Regions from separate parts of the Mus musculus genome. Here region 1 is linked to region 2. Evidence: chromatin contacts called from public Hi-C data. All regions are on one chromosome and are shown on one strand. The core of a region is the stretch at or near the end of the contact, and the rest is flanking DNA. Distances in the headings are between cores, read along the strand shown. Region 1 overlaps Prkn (parkin RBR E3 ubiquitin protein ligase). Region 2 overlaps Prkn (parkin RBR E3 ubiquitin protein ligase).

Region 1 (5,814 bases), core at 3,120-5,619, 110 kb after region 2:
GATCCAGCAATACCTCTCCTGGGCATATATCCAGATGTTCCAACTGGTACACATGCTCCACTATGTTCATAGCAGCCTTATTTATAATAGCCAGAAGCTGGAAAGAACCCAGATGTCCCTCAACAGAAGAATGGATACAGAAAATGTGGTACATTTACCCAATGAAGTACTACTCAGCTATTAAAAACAATGAATTTATGAAATTCTTAGACAAATGGATGTATCTGGAGGATAACATCCTGAGTGAGGTAACCCAATCACAAAAGAAGTCATTAGATATGCACTCATTGATAAGTAGATATTAGCCCAGAAACATAGAATACCCAAGATACAATTTGCAAAACACAATAAAGGGAAGACCAACAGGTAGATACTTCATTCCTCCTTAGAATAGGGAACAAAATACCCATGAAAGGAGTTACAGTGACAAAGTTTGGAGCTAAGACGAAAGGATGGACTATCCAGAGACTACCCCACCCGGGGATCCATCCCATAATCAGCCACCAAACACAGACACTATTGCATATGCCAGCAAGATTTTGCTGAAGGGACACTGGTATAGCTGTCTCGTATGAGGCTATGCCAGTGCCTGGCAAATACAGAAGTGGATGCTCACAGTCATCTATAAGATGGAACACAGGGCTCCCAATGGAGAAGCTAGAGAAAGCACCCAAGGAGCTGAAGGGGTCTGCAACCCTATAGGTGGAACAACAATATGAACTAACCAGTACTTCCAGAGCTCATATCTCTAGCTGCATATGTAGCAGAAGATGGCCTAGTCGGCCATCACTGGGAAGAGAGGCCCCTTGGTCTTACAAACTTTATATGCCCCAGTACAGGGGAATGCCAAGGACAAGAAGTGGGAGTTGGTGGGTAGGGGAGCAGGGCGGGGGGAGGGTATAGGTATCTTTCGGAATAGCATTTGAAATGTATATAAAAAATATAATAATAATAATAATAATAATAATAATAATAGATGCTGACATCCCAACCCATGGCAGTTGACAAGCTCATCCCCAGAGGGCTGCAACTTCTGATATTTCAAGGCCTTACATTGCCTCTCTATCTCTCAATTAATATGAGACTGGGCTGCAAATGGGGTTATAAGAAGAATAAACAGCCTCTAAACTCCACTGGGAAATGCCTAGTGAGGTTTCCTGTGTCAACCCACATGCTGTGAGGAGTGTGACAGTTATTGGCAGCCACACCAGAAAGAGCTGTTGCTGTCATTTCTATTTATTTATTTATTTATTTATTTATTCATTCATTCATTCATTCATTCATCCATTCATCCATTATTTCTGGAATGTAAGGCCAGAGTGGTTTCTCATCTGGGAATTGATAACCTTCTAGAAATAGCTGTAAAAAATACATCACTTTCTCCAGGGGTTTCTTTTCTTCCCCTTGTTCTCCTCCTTCCTTCCTTCCTTCCTTCCTTCCTTCCTTCCTTCCTTCCTTCCTTTCTCTCTCCCTTCCTTCCTTTCTTTCTCTCTCCCTTCCTTCCTTCCTTCCTCTCTCCCTTCCTTCCTTCCTTTCTTCCTTCCTTCCTTCCTTCCTTCCTTCCTTCCTTCCTTCCTTCCTTTCCTCCCTCCCTCCCTCCCTCCCTCCCTCCCTCCCTCCCTCCCTCCCTCCCTTCCTTCCTTCCTATTATGGTTTGAGAAATGCCCTTCATAGACTCATGTGTTTCAATACTTGCTTCTCAGTTGGTGTCTCTTTGGGGAGAAGATTATAGAAGCTTTAGGGAGTAGAGCCTCCCAGAGGAAGTGTGTCTCTGTAGGGTGGACTCTGAGAGTTTGCCACAACACTTCCTGTTTGCTCTCTCTGCTTCCTGTGCTCAGCTGTGACATGAGCGCCAAGCTTCCTGCCTAACTGTTGCAACACTGCACCCATCATGACAGACTCCCCATCTAGAAAGATAAGCTAAATAAACTGTCTTCCTTAAGTTGCCTTTAGTCAAGATATTTTATCACAGCTTAAAAAAAAAAACAACAACACAGTTCCCTTCTTTCTAATTTCCTCATTTTCTAAACCTTCAAATATATAGAAAAAATTGAAGTGCAAACAGGAATATATACACAAATATGGATTTACTCAAAGACAGGGTCATTAGAAAAGAACAAATCCTCTGGTGTTTGCTCTCTTTGCTGATTGCTTTAGGTTGTTGTCTGCCTTTAAAGTGGGGGACTGAATGGAATAGCCCGTGCCCATCTCAAATAACAACAACAAACATTTTTATTTGAATATTTACTATTTGAGAATTTCAGTCATGAGTATAATATGTTTACAACATTTCTACCTTTCTTTTACTCCAATTTCTTCCCTGTCCCATCCCACTTTCTCTTGAATTGATAGCTTCATCTTCTATAATTATTGGTGGTGGTGGTGGTGGTGGTGGTGGTGGTGGTGGTGGTGGTGGTGTGTGTGTGTGTTTGTGGTGTTCCTCTAAATTCACCTAATGTTACTCTTATGTACAAGGGTTTGCTGCTGACCACTTGGGACTGGAAAATCTATCAGAGGGCAAAGTCCCTGAAGGAAACTGATTCTCTCTTCCTCAGCAGCCATTGGCGGCCACAGTTTTTTTCATCTAAGGATGGGACCTTGTGTAATTTCCCCACTCCCATTGGCATGTTGGCTGCTGGGGTCATTATGCAGATCTGGTTTAGGCATTTCATCCTTGCAGCTTATTATCATATAAAAAAATGCTATCAGGCTGGAGTGGTGATTTGGTGGTTAAAAGCACTGACTGCTCTTCCAGAGGTCCTGAGTTCAGTCCCAGCAACCACAGGGTGGCTCACAACCATCTATAGTGGGATCCAATGCCCTCTTCTGGTGTGTCTGAAGAGAGCTACAGTGTACTTACATACATAAAATAAATAAACAAATAAGATGCTATCTCAAAAAACAAACAAAAAAAAAAAAAAACTCCAAATCCTCTGGCTCTTACCTTCCTTCTCCCTCCTCTATATAGATCTTCCCTGAGCCTTGGGTGTAGGGGTTGGTTGGAGATACACCAGTGGGCACTGGGCACACCACAGTTACCCGTTCTCTGCATCTTGAGCAGTAGTGAATCTCTGTAGTCATTTCCACGCTCTGCAAAAGAAGCTTGTTCAATGAAGGGTACAATGGTAAGAATTTAGGACACCGTAAGAAGATATATTGATTTAGGAAAATGCCAGCATGGGTTCTCTTCTCAAATATACAACCTCTCTGGCTGTGGGTAGTTGGCTAGATTTTACAGGCATGAACAGGTCTTAGTGAGCCTATTGTGCAGGCCTTAAATCCACGGAGATAGCCATTGGTTAACCCTGTGGTGTACGTGCCATGATTACACCATAACATATCAAGTGCCCCACTAGTCATCGACATGCTTCTTAGACTTCACGTCTGGGTAGGACTACTGGCTGTTCCTCCTCCTTGGCAACTTGCACCGTGCAATACTATAAAAGGCAGCCTTCAGGGATGGGGTATTCTACCAGGTCAGAACCAGCTCAGCCCCTCTGAGTTCCGTATCCAAAGTGTGTAGTGTCTTCACCACCAGGCTCTTACCTTCAAGTTCCAGGAGGCAACCATGGGTGACAGCAATAACCTGTACCATTTGGGAGGCCTCTTGGGTCGCCCTCAGCAGCTACTGAAAGGGAGGTTTTCATCGTCTCTCATTCTCATTTCCATCAGATAGTTTATGGAATGGGGATGGGGGAGAGGGGTTATCACTCCATATGGTATAATTCCATTTAAACCATTTACCCAAGTAAGATAATGTATGGATAAGGATAGACTATGTCTAACATATCATCCTCCATAAAGGAGCCCAATTATTTGGTTATCTAAATAACAGCACTAACAACCATTATCATGCATGAGTCACTGGGTGAATATACAAGTCTCTGTCTGTTGTATAAATGCTGTGCTTACATTCCCTTATTATTAGAGACTTACTGAAACATTCCATCCATTTCAACATCCATGGTATATGTGTTCTCGGTAGGCAGCAATGGGTAGCAGAATTTTTTGTTTATATTGAAATACAGTATAACTCTACTTCCTGTCTCTCAGAACGCCAGCGTCCTTCACAAGCTAAAACAAGTAGGAAATGCTTATGGGGTCAGGCAGTTAGGGCTGAGGGACTGCCAGGCCAGGAAGAGCTAGCTCTCACTGCGGTGCTGAAGTTCTGGAAGCAAACACTGTGTGGGAGGCCTGGAGAAAGAGTGAATTGTTGTTCGCACCTCAGCTTTGATTTGGAGACACCTGCGAGAGAAAATGCCTCTCTCTCGGTACTTGCTGGTTATTTTATTTCCAGAAAACACGCTTGTTATTTTAGCCGAGGTAATTGCCTGAGCTCCGGGGATGATTTGTCATAAATGAACAGTGACATCTATAGGTAGATCAGAGTAATACGTATCTGTAGGAAAAAAAAAAAAAGCAACTGTTCTCAGTTGTTATATGACCGCCCAAAATAATGTCAAATGCTTCTGTTTGAGAGAGGAAAGAGGTAACACTAGAGTTGAAAAAAAAAAAAAAAACTAAAACGACACAGAGACAGACAGGTAGATAGAGGCAGAGGACATTTCTGGACAAAGGTAAGTCGGAAATCCCTGGGGTTTCTGACAAACCGGCTTGTCTGTTGCAGGTTCTTCTGTGCTGGTGCCAAGTAAGAATTTTGGCTTCAGTCACCAATTTTTCTTCTCTCCTTTGGTTAAACAGATCGATCAGCAGAGGCTGCTCCAAAGGCACTGTTCATTTAAACCATTTACATAGCAACATTTCCAAAGTTAATCCCCCACCCTGCTTCGGCAGCCTTGAGATTTAAGCATTTCCATGGATCTGTCCGATGTCTTCTCAGGACAGCTACCAGCCCCCCGGCTGTTCAGTGAGAATAAGCCGGTCTAGACGCAGTAGCTATACAGGTGGCTACATACTCGTCTTGTTACCCTCTGCCAGGTGCCCATGAAGTTGGCTGGATCCCATGAGAGGTGGCTGCAGTCCCCAGGGTTTCTGAGACCCCTGATAGGTCACACTGCTGTGGGTCAGGGGCAAACCCAGCAGCTAGATTGAGGGCAGAAAAGCCAAGTTTCTCTCTGTCCTTGGCTAAGCTTCACCCAGGGCCCTGTGCCCGGGGAATTTATTGCACATTGTTAATTTACAAAAGCCTGCGCCGTTGGCTTAGGGATAATTCTGCTAGGCTCCACCCAAGAGCTACCTAGCAACAGCTTGCATAGCTGCCTGCCAGGTGCAAGCCAACCTGGTGTGTAAGGAGGACTGCTCACCTACTCCAACTCCCTCTTCCCTCCCTCTCTTTCTCTCTCTCTGCCCCCCCCTTCATGTGTGTGTGCCCTTCTCTATCTCCACCTTCTATTCTCCTAATTCCCCACATGTCCCTGGCCAGCCTTGTCTCCTCTTCCTCTCTCTGTCCTTCCTTCCTCTCTCTTCTCTCTCTGTCCTTCTCTACCCCCTTCGTTGCTCTGCCTTTCCCTCTTTCCAGGTGCCCCTCCATTCCCCCCAATAAACCTCCTTTTGTACAAGGCCTGTTGCCTGGTGGTGATCCCTCGGGGGAACACCTTAGCTGCCCCTCTGAGGTGCTCCCTCCTGCCCTATTATACTGCCAGTTTACAAAACACAACACACACTTTCCATCCAATGAGTCTGGCTGTTAAAACCCAGAGGTGGTTGAAACATTTGATTGACAGATAAAGTCTCCAATACCTGGGAATCACAAAGGCCAATGACTTCAACTTTCTTATGCCTAAGGAACCCCCCCCCACCCCCCCCACCCCCCCCAGCTCCTGGGAACAACACAGCTTCATTTTCTCTTCCTCC
Region 2 (5,696 bases), core at 741-3,240:
TTCTACAGTCTTCTTCACGGTAAAGTCATGCGGTTGAGGTTCCATGGAGTAAATGGATGACAGAGTGTCCCAAATAATGCAGAAGCATCAGAAATAAACTAAAATTGCTTTCCACTTATCTATCCCAGTATTAGAACTGCTTCCTTAGCTTCACAAAGATGTGGTCAGAAAGTAAGTGTCTTCACACACTTTTATAACAGGGTGTCTTAATAGCACTCCTACAATTTGATGGTCTGTGTAGAGATGCACAGAAAGTCCACTACAGAAAGTACCTATCAAGGGCTCCCTCAGCCACCAGGTAGCGAGCTTGTGCATGCTGGCATATGAAATCTCTTACTCTTGGGAGTACTCTCTTACTCTTAAGAGGTGCACTCTCTTAGTCTTGGGAGCACTGCAATTTTAGTTTTTGCTGAGCACAGAATATTTATATATCACCAGGACACACACACACACACACACACACACACACATATATATATGGATTAAATAACCTGATTCCCATTCTGAGCTAAGCCTTTGATCATATTTGGACTATGGCTCATAAAAGCATTAATTGATTTCCTGAGGAATGTCTGTGATGCAGTGTTCTTTCTGCAGCCTCCTCACAATGCATCAGAACTACCTCACTAACTTTTATGCCTGCTATGCAAAATGATGACATGTTTAATACTGGAAAATAGCAGCCAAATACAAAACACCACCATAGTCACTGACCAGGAATGAAGGGAAGTATGAGAGTCAAACCTCCTCTGTCCCCGATAAACCAAGCGTATTTGTCTTATTTGGTGCTATCTTGGACTGGAATATATCCAAGAGACATTTTTTTATAATAACTGAATTTGAGTAAATAATTTTTCATTCTAAATTAGAAACCCAGGGTCATGATTTAGTATCAGCCAAAAGGAAATCAAACAAAATAAAGAGACCTTTAAAAGCATATTTTTTATAAATGTGTTTTTATTTCACGTGCATTGGGGTTTCACCTGCACGTATGTCTGGATGAGGGTGTGGAATCCCCGAGAACTGGAGCTACAGACAACTGTCTCCATCCCGTGGGTAGTGGGAATTGAACCCGGGTCCTCTGGAAGACTGTTAACCACTGAGCCATCACTCCTCCTCTAAATACTCTTCCTCTGTATTTTGCTAAGGAAATGAGAAGGCATTTCTTTAGGCCCTCAACTGTCCCCCTTTCTTTAACAGATAGTGCCTGCGTAGCAGGGAGCTGGGTCAAAGGGCAACACTGTGGCATGTGCCTCAGTCCCTCATCAACACAGGCCCCTCCTGAGTCCTGTAAGGCAAAGCTGTTACTCTGCACTGCATTCCTCAGAACGGGTCTTAAAGTCTCGCAAGCTCTAAGTTGTCAACCCAGCATTAAACCTAGATTCACAGACACAGGCAGAGTATGGTCATGCTGCATGGGGGCGGAAAAAAAAAAGTACGGTGACTTTGATCTTATTGGGGATTTTAGTGAAGTGAGAGTCTGACCCTTACCTTCAGTCTTTGTGTAGGGGAGGAGTCAGTGAAGATGCAAAGATTTAAGTTATGATTGAATTAAAACTCAAAATAGCTGGTAGGACACAGAGCCCTTTATCCATACGCTGAATTTAGAAATGAAAAGGCAACAGGCATTCGCTGATGTGAGGGCGAGGGGGGTGGTTCTCTGTGTTCTTCCTGAGGTTGGTTTTCAGCTTGGATTGTGCAGCAGGCTCTTCTGTACCCCAGGCTAGCCTTAAACTCAATAGGTAGCCAAGGAAGCCCTCTCCAGAACCATTGGCGTGTGCCACCATGCCTGGCTTCCTTTGCTGCTCTTTAAGGAGATCTTGGTTTATTTTTACGAAAATACATAAATTATAATGAAATATTTTTTGTCAGCTATAATGAGTTGGTTCTTTCAAAAAGAACTGGAGTTAAAATCTAGACTCCACTTGGATGTGGCTCGCACCATGATGTATGCAAGGAGACACCAGACAAGATGAGCATTCATCAGGATGACTAAATAGATGCCATTGAACACAAAAGCTCTAGGCTCTGCCATACTGAACCTACAAACATGCCTCGGGTAGAACCATGCCAAGGTTGATATGTTAATTTTTAATCTATAAAGCGTTTCTCATCAAAAAGCATTTATGAAAGAAAAATCAATGCTAGGAAATGTCAAAAAAATATGCATTCCTTGTTTATTTGACATGTGTCCAAAAATCTAATTTCAACTCCAAGACTGGCTCATTTGCAGATTGGAAATAAGTCTTGCTAGACTTTCTGCCTGTGAGACAGCTTGGAGTGCAAAGATAGAAAGCTTTGGAGAGTATTTATTTTAATTAAAGAAGCCGTTCACAAATGTACAAGCAAGCTCCTGCATACCGTTTCTCTGCAAAGTGTTTGTCAATTGACAAATGTTCCTCGAAAGATAGTTCTGCAATTTGAAGTGTGTGCTTTACAATCCAGCACAGATCTGGCCGTCCTACTTGTCTCTAGTCAGTTTTTGTTTAAATAAAGGGAAGTACTAGTCTGTTTGGATATGAACTATCTTCTGAGATGCTCCTGTGCATGGTCCCCAGCTAGGGTTGCTGTCGAGGGTGATGGGGTAGCTGGGCAGGATGGGTGGCAGGGAAGGAACCACGTCATAGTCAAACGGGGGCATTGGAAGTAGAGACTAGTAGCTGGAAGAAAGTTCCTTGAGCTATCTCTTTGAGAATAATAGCTTGTTCCTAGGCAACCCTCTTCCCTCTGATGTGAGCTGCTTTTCTCCACTCAGCACACAGGAGTGATGTACGACATAGTCACGCGACTATGGATGGAAAGCACCAACACAGTCAGCCTAAACAAACAAACAACAACCAAACAAACAAAAAAACTGTTCTTCCGTTGTACATTTCTTTATCATGCATTTCATCACAGCATCAAAAGGCTAACACAAGTATGAACTAATTTTATCCTTTCAAAATGTTAAGCCCCCAACTCTCTGTGTTAGGGAGGAGTCATCATAGTCACAAACTGACCAAAGACCCCTGGTCTCGCTCTATGAGCTAACAGAGAGCACAGAGCAGTGCAGAATACACTCACTGAAGAGACTACTGAATTTATGGTTTTACTTTGATGATGCTCTGACCTCTCTCTAGGGTCATGATGCTCAACATGCACATATGCTGTTTCTTACATCCAAACTCAATACAACCAACAGTTCAGTTCCTTACAGTAGCCCCATTCTGGGTGCTGAGCAGTCACACAGGGCAGGGAGCAGCTGTATTGCGCGTTATATTTGCGCCTATTTTGTTCTGCTGAAGAACAGTGCAGGTACCATTGCAACACTGGAATGTCCTCTGCTTGACTCCAAACACTTTAACCTCTGCAATGTGTATAACAAGAGAAATCTGGAATACAGGAGTACAGAGCAGGCCAGGCCTGGTGCTCTGGGCATCAAATCCCAGCACTCAGGAGGCAGTCAATTTGAACTATATAGGGACATGGCGGTGGGGGTGAGGGTACATTTTGCAAACCGAGGACCGTGCAACATGGGTTCTTGGGGCTGAGGTGAGGAAATGAGGGGCAGGATTACAGTACAAGTGCAGACTGAAAGTTAATTCAGCCAGGTGGAAACCAAATAAAATGTTACTTTTCTTTGGAGCCTGCTAGGAATGCAATGTGGCGAAAACGGGCTGAGCAAAAGGGGTCTCTGCATTTAACGTTTAAACCAGGAGAGGAGTAGGCCCCTGCATCATTCGTTGGGTGGTGTTACTGGTTTAGGTTACAGTAAGACTGTTTGATATGTTCCAGGCCGGAACCAGCCTCAGCCTCTGGGTGTGTTTGGTGGAGGGGATACACCACGCAGTTCATTGCTGTTAGTGTCTCTGGGAACTCTTAGCCCTCACTCCAAAGCTCTTCTTTGATGGAGTTGTAGCATTCATGAAATCTTGGGTCAGGCACCAGAACCACCTAAAGGCAGAGGTGGTGGTCTGTGTCTTGGAAGCCCAAAGACATCTTGGGATATGGACAGAGATCAATGGCAGCCTGGCCCACCTTCTGAAACCTGTTCCAGCAGAGGCACTCCTGTTCTACCTTAAGCGTCCCAGAACCAAGGTGACTCCATTTTGCTTTTCTTTCTTGACTGGGAATGAAGTGACAGATAGATGTATGAGTAGCAGGCATGAGGTAAGCTGGAGCGGAGAACTTTATTTTCTGTAGGATTAGAAGTTTCTAGTATGTGAGCGTGCAGTTTCCTGAAGCAGTAGAATGCTCAGAGTGCATCTTCTCCATTCCATAGCTCAGGAAGGGTCTTTTGTGCACTGTGTTTTCCAAGACAGGTGTTTCACGAAACAACTTGGGATTCAAATCGTTCCCTTCATGGTTTTTTATGCAAAGTGCTAAGTAGCATACCACTGGTTATAATGAGCTTTCGAGATCTCAGCCTCAAAGCCAGCAGGCCCACGTGTTTTCCTCTTAGTGGAGAACGGATAAATGACTTCCAAATCATATGCTATGTTTGTCTCACATGTATTTTTAGTACTCTTGCTTCAGCATTTCATACGCATACAATGCATTTTAATCATATCTGCCAGCTCTTCCCACCTTTCCACATGCCTCCCTTGCATCCCCCCTCTCTAATTTATGTTATCCTATAGTTTTATTGTTGCATGCATGTGTGTCTGTGTGCATATGTACATACATACGTATGTGCGTGTATGCGCACGTGTAGGCCTATTGAATCTAATTAGTATTGGCCATATGAATGTGGTGGTGACCACTTGGGGATACTCAGTATATTGGAAGACCTGTCACTGAAGAAATCTGCCCTGCTCTCAAAGTTGTTGACAACCTATAACTCTTCAACTAGAGAGCCTTTCTACCATCCATGCTGGGGTCTTGACTTGTGGGTCTTGTGCAAGCCACCACAGTTATGAAGAGTTCGTGGGTACGCCATGCCCATCATACCCAGAAGACACTTGTAACCAACCCCTTGCTCCTCTACCTTGCTCCTTTACCAATTCCCCATGCCTTCATCAGTCATGATGCCTGTGTATTGTGTTAATGTTATAGACATCCCATTTGGGGTTGAGGATGCTATTGTCACTTCTTCTCAGAACTATGACCAGATGTGAGTCTCTGTGATAGCTTCTGAGTGCTGTGAATAGAAGCTGTTTTAATGGGTGGTAGATTTTTACTAGTCGTGAAAGCTTGTCACTGGGCCTGGCTCAGGGCTCAATTGCATTTCTGAGAGTCCATTTCTATAGTAAAAATCCTTTTAATTCTAAAACTGTTATAGACATATGTAATAGGTTTAAGATCAATTCTAGAAGATAAGATGCATTTTCATAAATTGACTGTGTGTGCTGAATTACAGCTCATGGTCAAAGAGTCTCTATTAAATGAACGGCATAGTCCAACTTTTCATAGGGTAAGTTAGTTCGGGGAGCAGAATATTTTCTCACGGTGGATATATATCACATAAAACATGGTGTCAGATATTATGACCATCACAAAGGGACTGTTGAATTTAGAGATTTGGTTGTATTTTTATATTCGAACAAATTGCTTCCACACAGCAAGAAGAAAGGTCACATGACCATAGCTGAGCCCAGCCAGCAGGAAATGATTCAGAGCCTTCTTGCAAGATGTGGATCTGAGTCCTCCTGTCCCAGCATTCTGAGTGCTAGCCTCTCTCCCCTTTCCAGCCCAGAGGTTGGATGATTCTTTGGGAC

Evidence for each region. Hi-C and Micro-C count contacts between places; a contact is called where the count stands out from the background.
Region 1: a contact with region 2 is called in a Hi-C map of cortical neurons, with 3 times the contacts expected there. The contact joins two enhancer-like sites. A contact is called at or near these places in 1 of 39 promoter capture datasets (hippocampal neurons), 9 of 484 Hi-C or Micro-C datasets (cerebral cortex, cortical neurons, embryonic retina and 2 more), 1 of 115 datasets of contacts at active chromatin or transcription factors (neural progenitor cells) and 1 of 9 other capture datasets (liver).

What each region holds. Positions count from the first base shown.
Region 1 is chr17:11,968,487-11,974,300 of GRCm38.p6, forward strand. All of the region lies in intron 9 of Prkn (parkin RBR E3 ubiquitin protein ligase), which reads left to right. Gm46604 (a long non-coding RNA gene) reads right to left here. Exons shown (of 6, transcript XR_001782243.2): 3 at 2,945-4,399. Among named protein-coding and RNA genes, the nearest start is that of Gm52293, 60 kb to the right of the region's middle. Within about 2 kb of position 4,370, at least 30 of the 459 cell types and tissues checked have an H3K27ac peak or open chromatin away from gene starts, as enhancers often do. A contact at or near this core is called in cortical neurons, where this site is marked.
Region 2 is chr17:11,856,956-11,862,651 of GRCm38.p6, forward strand. All of the region lies in intron 9 of Prkn (parkin RBR E3 ubiquitin protein ligase), which reads left to right. Among named protein-coding and RNA genes, the nearest start is that of D17Ertd648e, 23 kb to the right of the region's middle. Within about 2 kb of position 1,991, at least 6 of the 459 cell types and tissues checked have an H3K27ac peak or open chromatin away from gene starts, as enhancers often do. A contact at or near this core is called in cortical neurons, where this site is marked.